Regions from separate parts of the Mus musculus genome. Here region 2 is linked to region 1. The links are chromatin contacts, called in public Hi-C maps. All regions are on one chromosome and are shown on one strand. Each heading gives the region's core, a stretch centred on a gene start, on an enhancer-like site or on the middle of the called end of the contact. The rest is flanking DNA. Distances are from core to core; before and after follow the strand shown.

Evidence for each region. Hi-C and Micro-C count contacts between places; a contact is called where the count stands out from the background.
Region 2: a contact with region 1 is called in a Hi-C map of pancreatic cancer cells, with 3 times the contacts expected there. The contact joins two enhancer-like sites. A contact is called at or near these places in 1 of 15 datasets of contacts at CTCF or cohesin (the NIH/3T3 cell line), 1 of 484 Hi-C or Micro-C datasets (pancreatic cancer cells) and 1 of 9 other capture datasets (embryonic stem cells).

What each region holds. Positions count from the first base shown.
Region 1 is chr14:99,140,981-99,145,520 of GRCm38.p6, forward strand. The region is part of intron 9 of Pibf1 (progesterone immunomodulatory binding factor 1); the gene reads left to right. Among named protein-coding and RNA genes, the nearest start is that of Dis3, 43 kb to the left of the region's middle. Within about 2 kb of position 1,456, at least 49 of the 459 cell types and tissues checked have an H3K27ac peak or open chromatin away from gene starts, as enhancers often do. A contact at or near this core is called in pancreatic cancer cells, where this site is marked.
Region 2 is chr14:99,825,536-99,830,133 of GRCm38.p6, forward strand. No RefSeq gene overlaps it. Among named protein-coding and RNA genes, the nearest start is that of Gm22970, 54 kb to the left of the region's middle. Within about 2 kb of position 1,391, at least 9 of the 459 cell types and tissues checked have an H3K27ac peak or open chromatin away from gene starts, as enhancers often do. A contact at or near this core is called in pancreatic cancer cells, where this site is marked.

The DNA of each region.
Region 1 (4,540 bases), core at 206-2,705:
ATATATTTTATGTATCCTGAAAGATATTATATCAGATAACATTGAGGAATATTTTTATTCCCACAGTTACTTTTGAATTGTTATATGCTAGGTCCCCCTAGTAACTGGGAGCATTGGAAGATTAAATGAATGCACTTATTTCACTGACAGTTGTTCTCATATGCTTACTCTAAAGTTAATCTGGCATTTAAACTACTTCCTGCTTTCTGTCTTCTCTTGTTTCCTTCCTCCTTCCTTCACTTCCTTCTTCCTTTCTTCGCTTCCGTTTTTCCCTTTCCCTGGTGTCCTCATTTTTCCACCTAAACACGTTACCAACTAGGGTATCACTCAGCCTAAATGGGCACAATGATCTGCAGATGGGCCCAGCAAGCCCTAGTGGGTTAGGGGTAAGAGATCAGATCCCATGTTGACCAGCTTAGTGGGTAGTGATTAAACTTGCTAAAACATTAGAAAAATAAAAGGCCTTAGTAGAAACTGAATTTAGTTTCACTGGAAGTATCTGTGGGATATCCAAATAGTAGTGAATTCACAAATCTTACCTTACCAAGAGAAAGGTCTGTGCATGACAGAGAACTCTGGCAAAGATAATATGTATTATATAAATAATTACTATTTAGTTTTGTGGTTCATTCATTTCTCCTAGGCATATTGTAGGCATTTTGTAGGCTTTTGTTTACATAACCTTAAAATTTATGGCATAGTTCTATAGTACAGCATGATTTTCCCTAAACAATAGCCATTACTATATATTATTTTACTATGTACTTATTGTGACAGTTTCGTGATGTTTCAGTTGTCCATCAAAAAACAAGAACAAAGAGAATCATTTCAAATACATCCTAGCATAGCATACGTTTACATGTATTGACTCTCTCCCCGACTAGGAGAGATAGATAGGTAGATAGGTTGGCAAAGCTGACTAGAAAACTGGGCAGCAGGCGAAGTCAGCAGAAGGATAGTCAGAGCCTGCTGTGCTCATCCCCAGGGCTGCTCTGGATCCTCATTCACAGTGAATGGAAACTTTCTGTTTAGGCTTCATTTCTGAAGGGACACAATACCCTGACAAAAAACAGCTTAGGAGAGAAGGGTTCATTTTAGCTCACAAGTCCGTCCTGCTGGGAAGTCAAAGCAAGCCCCATCTGCAGGTGAGAGCACGAGAGTAAATTATGCACTGTGAGTGCTCAGCCTGCACTCTCATTACAGAGTTCTGGGGCCTAAGCTGGGAAATGGGGCCTCCCACATCAATTAATGCAGTCAAGACAGTCCCCTCACGCGCCAACCTGATCTAGACAACAGCTCATGTACACTCTTCCCAAGTGATTCTGGGCTTTGTTGAGTGGGCAATTAAAACTAACCATCATACCGCCTAACCAGAAAATTGATGGGATCGGACCCAGGCGCTTCAACCACAGGGTTTTAGATTGACCTGTAAGGTATTAACACTGTGACACAGTTGCCACCAGATGGCGCCAAAGTGCAGCGCAATGCTGTGCCGGCTCGGGGACACCTTAGTAGCTTTTGAATGTACAAGCTTGCTTTTATTGTTTTTCACTTCACAGGACTCTGTCCCGGTACTTATGTGACTGAATCCTCACTATGGCAGATCTGAAATATATCTATAACTTCTGTCCCTTTAAGTCCTTAACAAGGTGTAAGTTCTTTTGAAACCTTACAACTTAAAATGATTAAAGAAAGACTTTAATATTCCTTATAAAAGAACAAAATTCAAGCCAGGTGTGGTGGCACATGGCTTTAATCTCAGCATTCAGGAGGCAGAAACAGGCCAATCTCTATGAGCATGTGTTCAAAGCCAGCCTGGTCTACAAAGCAAGTTCCAGGACAGCCAGGGCAGTTACACAGAAAAGCTCTATCTTGAAAAACAAACAAACAATTAGTTTTGTTTTGAACAAGGTAAATTAAGCTGGCTGTGTATTACATTATGAGTTAAACTATAGCAAGTCTTTAGTCTTTAGCCTCGCCTCCTTATAGTTGCATTACCTTTTGAAGAGCGTAAGCAGCTAAGAGTAGAGAAATACCTTGGTAGCAGGAGGCAGAATGAGAGAAACTCAGTTCAGTGGTAAGAATTATTATGTAAATAACTTGCTTACTAGGTCTTTGTAAAGGCTACAGTCCCTCTTGCATGTTTTGAAATAAGACATTTTCCACAAATTGAGGTGCATACGTTCAACGCCAGTATTCAAGAGGTTGCCCAACCCCTTTCTTAAAAAGAAAAGACAGTATTCCATGAGTGAAAGATTTTGAGCAAAAAGACTAAACTTAGGTCCTGTCCCTCACAGCACTTGCTAGTGGGGGGAAAGCGACTGCCTAACCGTGAGTTTTCTTTCCTCTTTATAAGAATGAGCTGGTAGAAGGGCCCATGAGGTCTGAATTAGGAAGGAAATGTGAGAAGTGCATTGTAAGTGATAAAATACGTAATGAGTATAGGTATGTTTATGCCTTTTGCCTGTGTATAATAAAAATCATTTATATGATGACAATTTACGTAAAATGGTTATTATATAAAAGCTAACTGGTACATGAGAGTGTTACATTAAAGTCCACTGTTAGGAAATCTAGAAGGTCTACACAATGACTTGTTTCCTAAGCACCTCTGAGAGATAATAAAGGGGCAATAAACTAAGGTGCTTGAATTTTTCCAGAACACACAACTCCCTGGAATGTGAGATGTTCTCATAGCACGGAAAAGAAACTCGTGTAGTCCAGGCTGTGAGTTTCTTAGGCGCATTCACTAGGCTCTGCTTGCTGCAGAGTCTGGAACTGCAGCAGCTCACAGTTGTGTGAAAGGGAGGCCGCAGTGCAGAGGCGACTGAGCGGTGCTTCTAAGTGTGGCCATTAGTGCAGTGTTGCTTCGTGATTGTATTTCCTTCCTGTTAGTGCTGTCTTGATCACAGTGGACTGTCCCAAAGGCCACAAGAAGCCTCAGTGACAAACATGACATTTCCATAGAAAATTGGTGCTATGAAACAGCTTTCTATCTTGAATCTGGATTTATTTACGAGATCAGTTGAATCTATTTAACCTGCCCAGTAGATGAATTTGGAGCTAGATTACAGAGATTCCATCCTACATTTTAAAAGTGAGTCTCCTCGTTAGTGCTTCAACTAGTACTCCTCTTGTTCATATCTTACCAAATAAAATGTATAATTTTGAAATTTCTGTGAAAATATTTAAGTCTTTTTCTCTATTTTATCTTTGAGTTTTTGGTCTTTTTAGCTGGATTATTGGGAGTGAAGGGGTCTGCAGGTAACTTGGTGGACTGTGAGCAGCTGGGATGGCCTTTGTTGCAGCTCTCCTTTGTTATTACCCCATGTGCCTCAGGTGGTTCTTCCTGTCACTAATACTTACTTTGCGATGTGTAGGCTGTCCCACATAGACTGAAGGTGAGTTCCCCGTTGTGCAAGAGTTTACATACACATGCTTTGTGCATAGTTCTGTGCGCAGTGGGGGAGCCTGGGAGAGCAGGATGAGGCTAAGTTGTTACAGGAAAGCCTTCACAGAGGTTTCTAATGGACTGATCAGGGCTGAGCCTCGACACTGATGCAGAAGCTACTCGGCTGACCACCCACCATATTTATTCACTTTCATTTTAATAGTAATTGCTGACCACTGTTTAAACTGCAGCACCTTGATGAATCTTAATGAGTAGTTTTGTTTCGTAAATTTCTCATGCCTATGGACTTCTCTTGTATGTGTGTTTAATTTCATATGAATTGGTTACCTACTTTGAGTTCATAGTCACAGCTAGAAAGTATAAAATTCCATGTAAGCACTATTTTTGCTACATTCAAAGAATACCTGAGGGCTGGCGAGATGGCTCAGAGGGTAAGAGCACTGGCTGCTGTCCCCAGAGGTCCTGAGTTCAATTCCCAACAACCACATGGTAGCCCATAACCATCTGTAATGAGATCTGGCACCCCCTTCTGGCATGCAGAAGGTATACATGCAGACAGAACACTGTATACATAATAAATAAATAAATCGTTAAAGATCGGGTAATTTATAATGAATGGGAATTGATTATCTCGCTGCTCTGGAAGCTGAGACATTCAATATCAAGGTGCTAGCATTTGGCCCGGGCCTGTTTCCTCCATCCTCACATGGCAGAAGGCCAGAGAGCATGTGAGAGAGCAAAAGGCAGGGGACTTGCCCATGTTAACAGCATCAATCCCACTCAGAAAGGCTTCTCCCTCGGAGCCTGCTCACCTCTTGAGTACCTCTTATGATGACTGTTACAGCGGTGATTACATTTAGACACCACTCTGGGAAGGCATGGCCATTCAAATCATAAAACTAATTATAATAGAAGAATAGGAAATTATAGCATTTTCAGTCAATAGTGATCTCAAAACGTTTCTTCTAAAATACATAGCTTTTCTTAAGCAAATTATTAAATGAGAATTTCTTTTAGATACAGTAGCATGTTCCTCTAACACTCGAACTCAAGAGGCTGAGGCAAGAAGATTGCAAAGTTACAGGCCAGTCCTAAGCTAAAGATTTCATTTTCTAATGATGTTTGCAC
Region 2 (4,598 bases), core at 141-2,640, 680 kb after region 1:
TACAACACGAGATCATTCAATAGTGTACTGATAGGACCCATTTTGTAATATCGTGAGTCCTTATGAACCCAGAAGGAGGCAGAACAGCGATACAGAAGACGGATGAAACGGGGAGATCCAACAGAAAAGAAAGATGTGGTGTGAAGGAAGATACTCCTCCATCAATGGAAAAGCCATGGGGGAAGAATGTAAGCACTGTGCTGCCCCTGGGACCAAAGCCTTGCCTTAGTTAACACATGAGACCTTAGCGCTACAACTTGGAGGGATTCATTTCTCAACTCAAGTGGATTCAACAGCATACGCCTTCTTAGACCTTCCCCAAAGGGATGGAGCCCTGCCAGCACTTGGGTTCAGCTTTGCAGGATTCTGATCAGAGGATGCAACTGAGATGAACTGTGAGGAATCCACTGCTGTTGTTTTTAAGCTGGTGAGTGTGTATCCGTTTGTTACAATAGAAGACGAATGCATCACCACTGAACCGAGTATGGGAACCATTCACGGGCTCTCTCTGTCCTCCATTTCCCATAACCTCCCACTCCCATCCCCAAATGATAAACACTTATATCATTTTTCCCTCTAGAACACGTGTTGTACTAGTTTTTTGGCTCTGTAGAATTCAGCTTCATCTCTTGGCAAATTGTTCCAAAACTCATCCCCCTTCCCCTGTCTGATTCCCTCTCTTGGTTTTCAGGCTATCTTCCAAACAACTGATAACATACTTTTCTAGGAAAACGTTATGACAACTCTTTATTTAAAACATTTCAAAGATTCCAAATACCTGACAGATTAAAATCCGGCTCCTCCTAAATAAGAAAAACATGGCATTGGCTCTTGTCTAGAGCTCCAGCCTTTCACCCCACTCCCCTGCCTCTCTTTTCATTGTTAGCAGGATGTGAGAAGTATAATTTGCCATCAGGACCATTCTGCTGTCGGGATGTCTGAGACATCCCCAGATCTGATCTGTAGAGATGGAGGGATTGCAACTAGGGCTTCTTGATCTTGCACATAGAGGAAGAATCATGTAGCTAAGTAAACTAATATACTAACAATTCAGGTTTTCTCTTGTGCTTCACCTTGTGGATGCCTGGTATTCCGGTCTCCCTGGGAAATGGCCAAAAGTCTTTCCAACACTGACATAGGTCACTTCCCTGAATTTATACTCTGTAGCATCAATAGTACTTCTGGGCAGGACTGAGGTATATTGGCCAAGGGATAAATATTAACAGCATTTCCAGAGATGGGGTTGGCCTGTGGAGCCAGGTTTAAGAAAGAGATGGTGGGTGTATCCTTTTGTTTGAGGTGCTACAATAAATACCACAGACCACATGACTTAAACCACAGGCATTTGTTGCTCACAGTTCTGCAGGCTGGGAAGGTCCTGATCTAGGAGCTGGCAGGTCTGTCTAGAACGACATTAGTCCCATCACTGGAGCTCCACCCTCTGTCTGAAAGGCTCTAACATCACACTAGTGATTAAAGTTACAACATGACTTTGGACAGTCATGGCTATTCAGCTCAGCAGTGGGCTATGAGCTGACAGCTAGCTCACTGTATTTTTGAACCTGGAATTCCAGAAAGTTCTAGAATTCTGAATTTCAGCTCAGCCTGCTAGAATATTATGAAGATACATTTATCTAGGCAGGAGAATAAGCCATATTTTATGTAACCAAGTTTGTGAACTTGGTTAACAACTTGTCTTTAGGTTCAAGTCGACGTGGCTATTTGGATTGTTTCTCTAATTTCCACAAAGGTTAAATGGAGCACATTCCTATCAACACACCATGGTTTCATGCTGTTCCTTTTTGTGCTCTGAGTTCTTCTTATATTCTAGACAGGCTTGCCAGTATTCCTCACTGGGTTCAGGGTCGTTCCAATGCTCCGTCACACCAAGAAGCCTTCAGTAACTAGTCTCTCAAATATTCCCTACCAATTCAACATGTGCAAATGCGAAGGTGTTAACTGGGCCTCTTCTAAGCTGTCAGATGAAGAAAAGAGCACATTTTATTCATTCTGTTGTCTTACTCCTGTGGTTTCTGGTACATGTTATGGATTTAATTAACATTTATAGAACTGAAAACAACTAGCAAGTGATGAGTGCTTTATTCAGGAGACATTCCACAAGCGCTTAAGGAATAACAGCACAAAGGGAAGAAAAAGATCATCTGTGGATGAAAGGGGGATGACAGGTTCCTTATGCCAGGCCAAACGATAGTAATAGTTGGCATTTCTCGATCAGTATTTGCCAGAAGCTACTATACGAATTCTATGCGTGTGACATTGACTTCTCCTGATTCTAGGCGGCATGAGCTACCATCTCCATGTTGTAAAATAGGAAAGTGAGGGATATTAAATGGTTTGCCTGAAGTCCCACAGTCAGTAGGTGCTGGAGATCAGAGGAGCCCAAAACCTCTGTGTGACTGCACAACATCGCCCATGTATAGCAGAGGAGCTGACCCCACGGTCCTTTGCTGAACAAAAGAGAAACTATAAATAATCATACATTAGTTAGTAGGAAGTGAGTAACACACATCGGGGAATAAAAACAGGGACATCAGAAATGTGTAAATAATAAGACAGAGAACTGGGAGAGCAATTTGGATTCAAATAAGAGAATGAGAATGCACTTCATTGACAGCAGGGACATGTCCCACAGGAAGCTGGGAGGTCTTCTACAGAGGACCTCACTGCAGCAAGAGTTTCTGGAAAGTTCCTAGCACAGGATGTGAGAAGGGAATGTATGGGGGATGATTGGGTCTTCAAATCCAAAAACACAATACCAACACAAGTTTTACATTAAAATATTTTAAGACAGAGATTGTTCCTCACAACAGTTTTTCATTTGAAAGAGAAGTTACCATCTTTCCTGAAACGTTACTTAAAGCCATTTTACATGTCAACTAATTGGAGCACATTGTTACTTTTGAGTTGAATTTTTTAAAAATAAAGTAACTATTTTCCTATTTGGAGAAAATATATATCCATGCCCAATAAACAGTAATTTGTGTGTGGTAGGCAAAAAGAAAGTCTTTATAAATTCGTGTACAGGGAATTTCTTTTTTCTATTTTTTTATTAGATATTTTCTTTATTTACATTTCAAATGTTATCACCTTTCCTGGCTTCCCCTCCACCCCCCTCCCTTACTGCCCCCCTTCCCCTGCTCACTAATCCACCCACTCCTGCTTCCTTGTCCTGGCCTTCCCCCACACTGGGGCATCAAGCCTTCACAGGACCAAGGGCCTCTCCTTCCATTGATGCCAGACAAGGGCATCCTCTGCTACACATGCGGCTGGAGCCTTGAGTCCCTCCATGTGTACTCTTTGGGTGGTGTTTTAGTCCCTGGGAGCTCTGGGGGTACTGGTTAGTTCATATTGTTGTTCCTCCTAGTGGGCTGCAAACCCCATTCAGCTCCTTGGGTCCTTTCTCTAGCTCCCCCAGGGAATTTCTTTATTCTAACTGAACTGTGTTTATTTTTGTTCCCCATGTAACCAAATCTTAAAGATTCAATTTCAGCTAACACAGAACATACTCCCCATTCACGCGGTCACTCCACTCTCTGTGAGTGGGTATTGAGGCCTGAACAAGGGCTGGAGGGAGGAAGGGCCGCACGCACACTTTTCTCCATCCAACACCTCAGACTTCTTGTTGGATTTGCTGTGAGTTTGCTATGCACATTCTCTTTGGGTGCATGGAATCATGTTTTATCTTTCTGAACAGAGGGGTGGGTTGAGCGCTCGGGGGCCGGTCTAGCCCATCGTTCTCCTTGCCTTGAGGAGAGTCTGTGCATGGTGGAGACTCTTTCCTACTGCAAAGGCCAGGAACTCAGGTTGGCTTTATCTGTGTGCCCTCCGACTGCATCCTGGGTTCTATGGCTCACACTTCAACAGGCGCTGGCTTCACAGAAGTAGGCCACAGCCCCCTTCCCAGCTACCACATGTCTACATTTCACTTCTGGTTTTTGAGATTCTCCATTCTTATCCAAGACAATCTTTTGCCTGGGGCAGGAATTTTTTCTTTTAAACAAATTTTAATTAAAATGCAGTTACATCATTTCCTCCATGAGCAATTGCTCTAGTCTTCTGTCTCATTCACGATCTAGGCTTATGAAACATCACTGCTAGGAACAGAATATTTTGACTTTGCAATGTCTTCTCTTCCTTGGGTTTATGTAAAAGAACGTTTCCTGGACCATCAAAAGGAGGCAATTCCAAAACTCCCCAGCGCAGAGACAAGCGGCAGACCTAATGCAGTTTCTCACACTAGTAATCTCAACACTCAGGAGGCTGACACAGGAGGATTGCTTAAACTCTAAGTTAAAAGACAGCCTTGGCAACACAGTAAACCTAGGATGAAATAAAAAAAAATTCATACTAGGATAAATGTGTGCATTCTAATTATTAATAATAATTCTTAGGGTTTTTTTTGAAGAAAATGTTAGTTGCATTGTTATTAAAATTTTTTCCTGAGATTTTTCTTTCTTTATAGATGTTATAGACCCATAGCTTGAAGGGCAATTACAAAGACTAAGGATCATTTGTCCCTGACATTTATGTTGCTGATATCCCTTGTCCAGAATTATAAGTGTTAATTCATAGCTCTT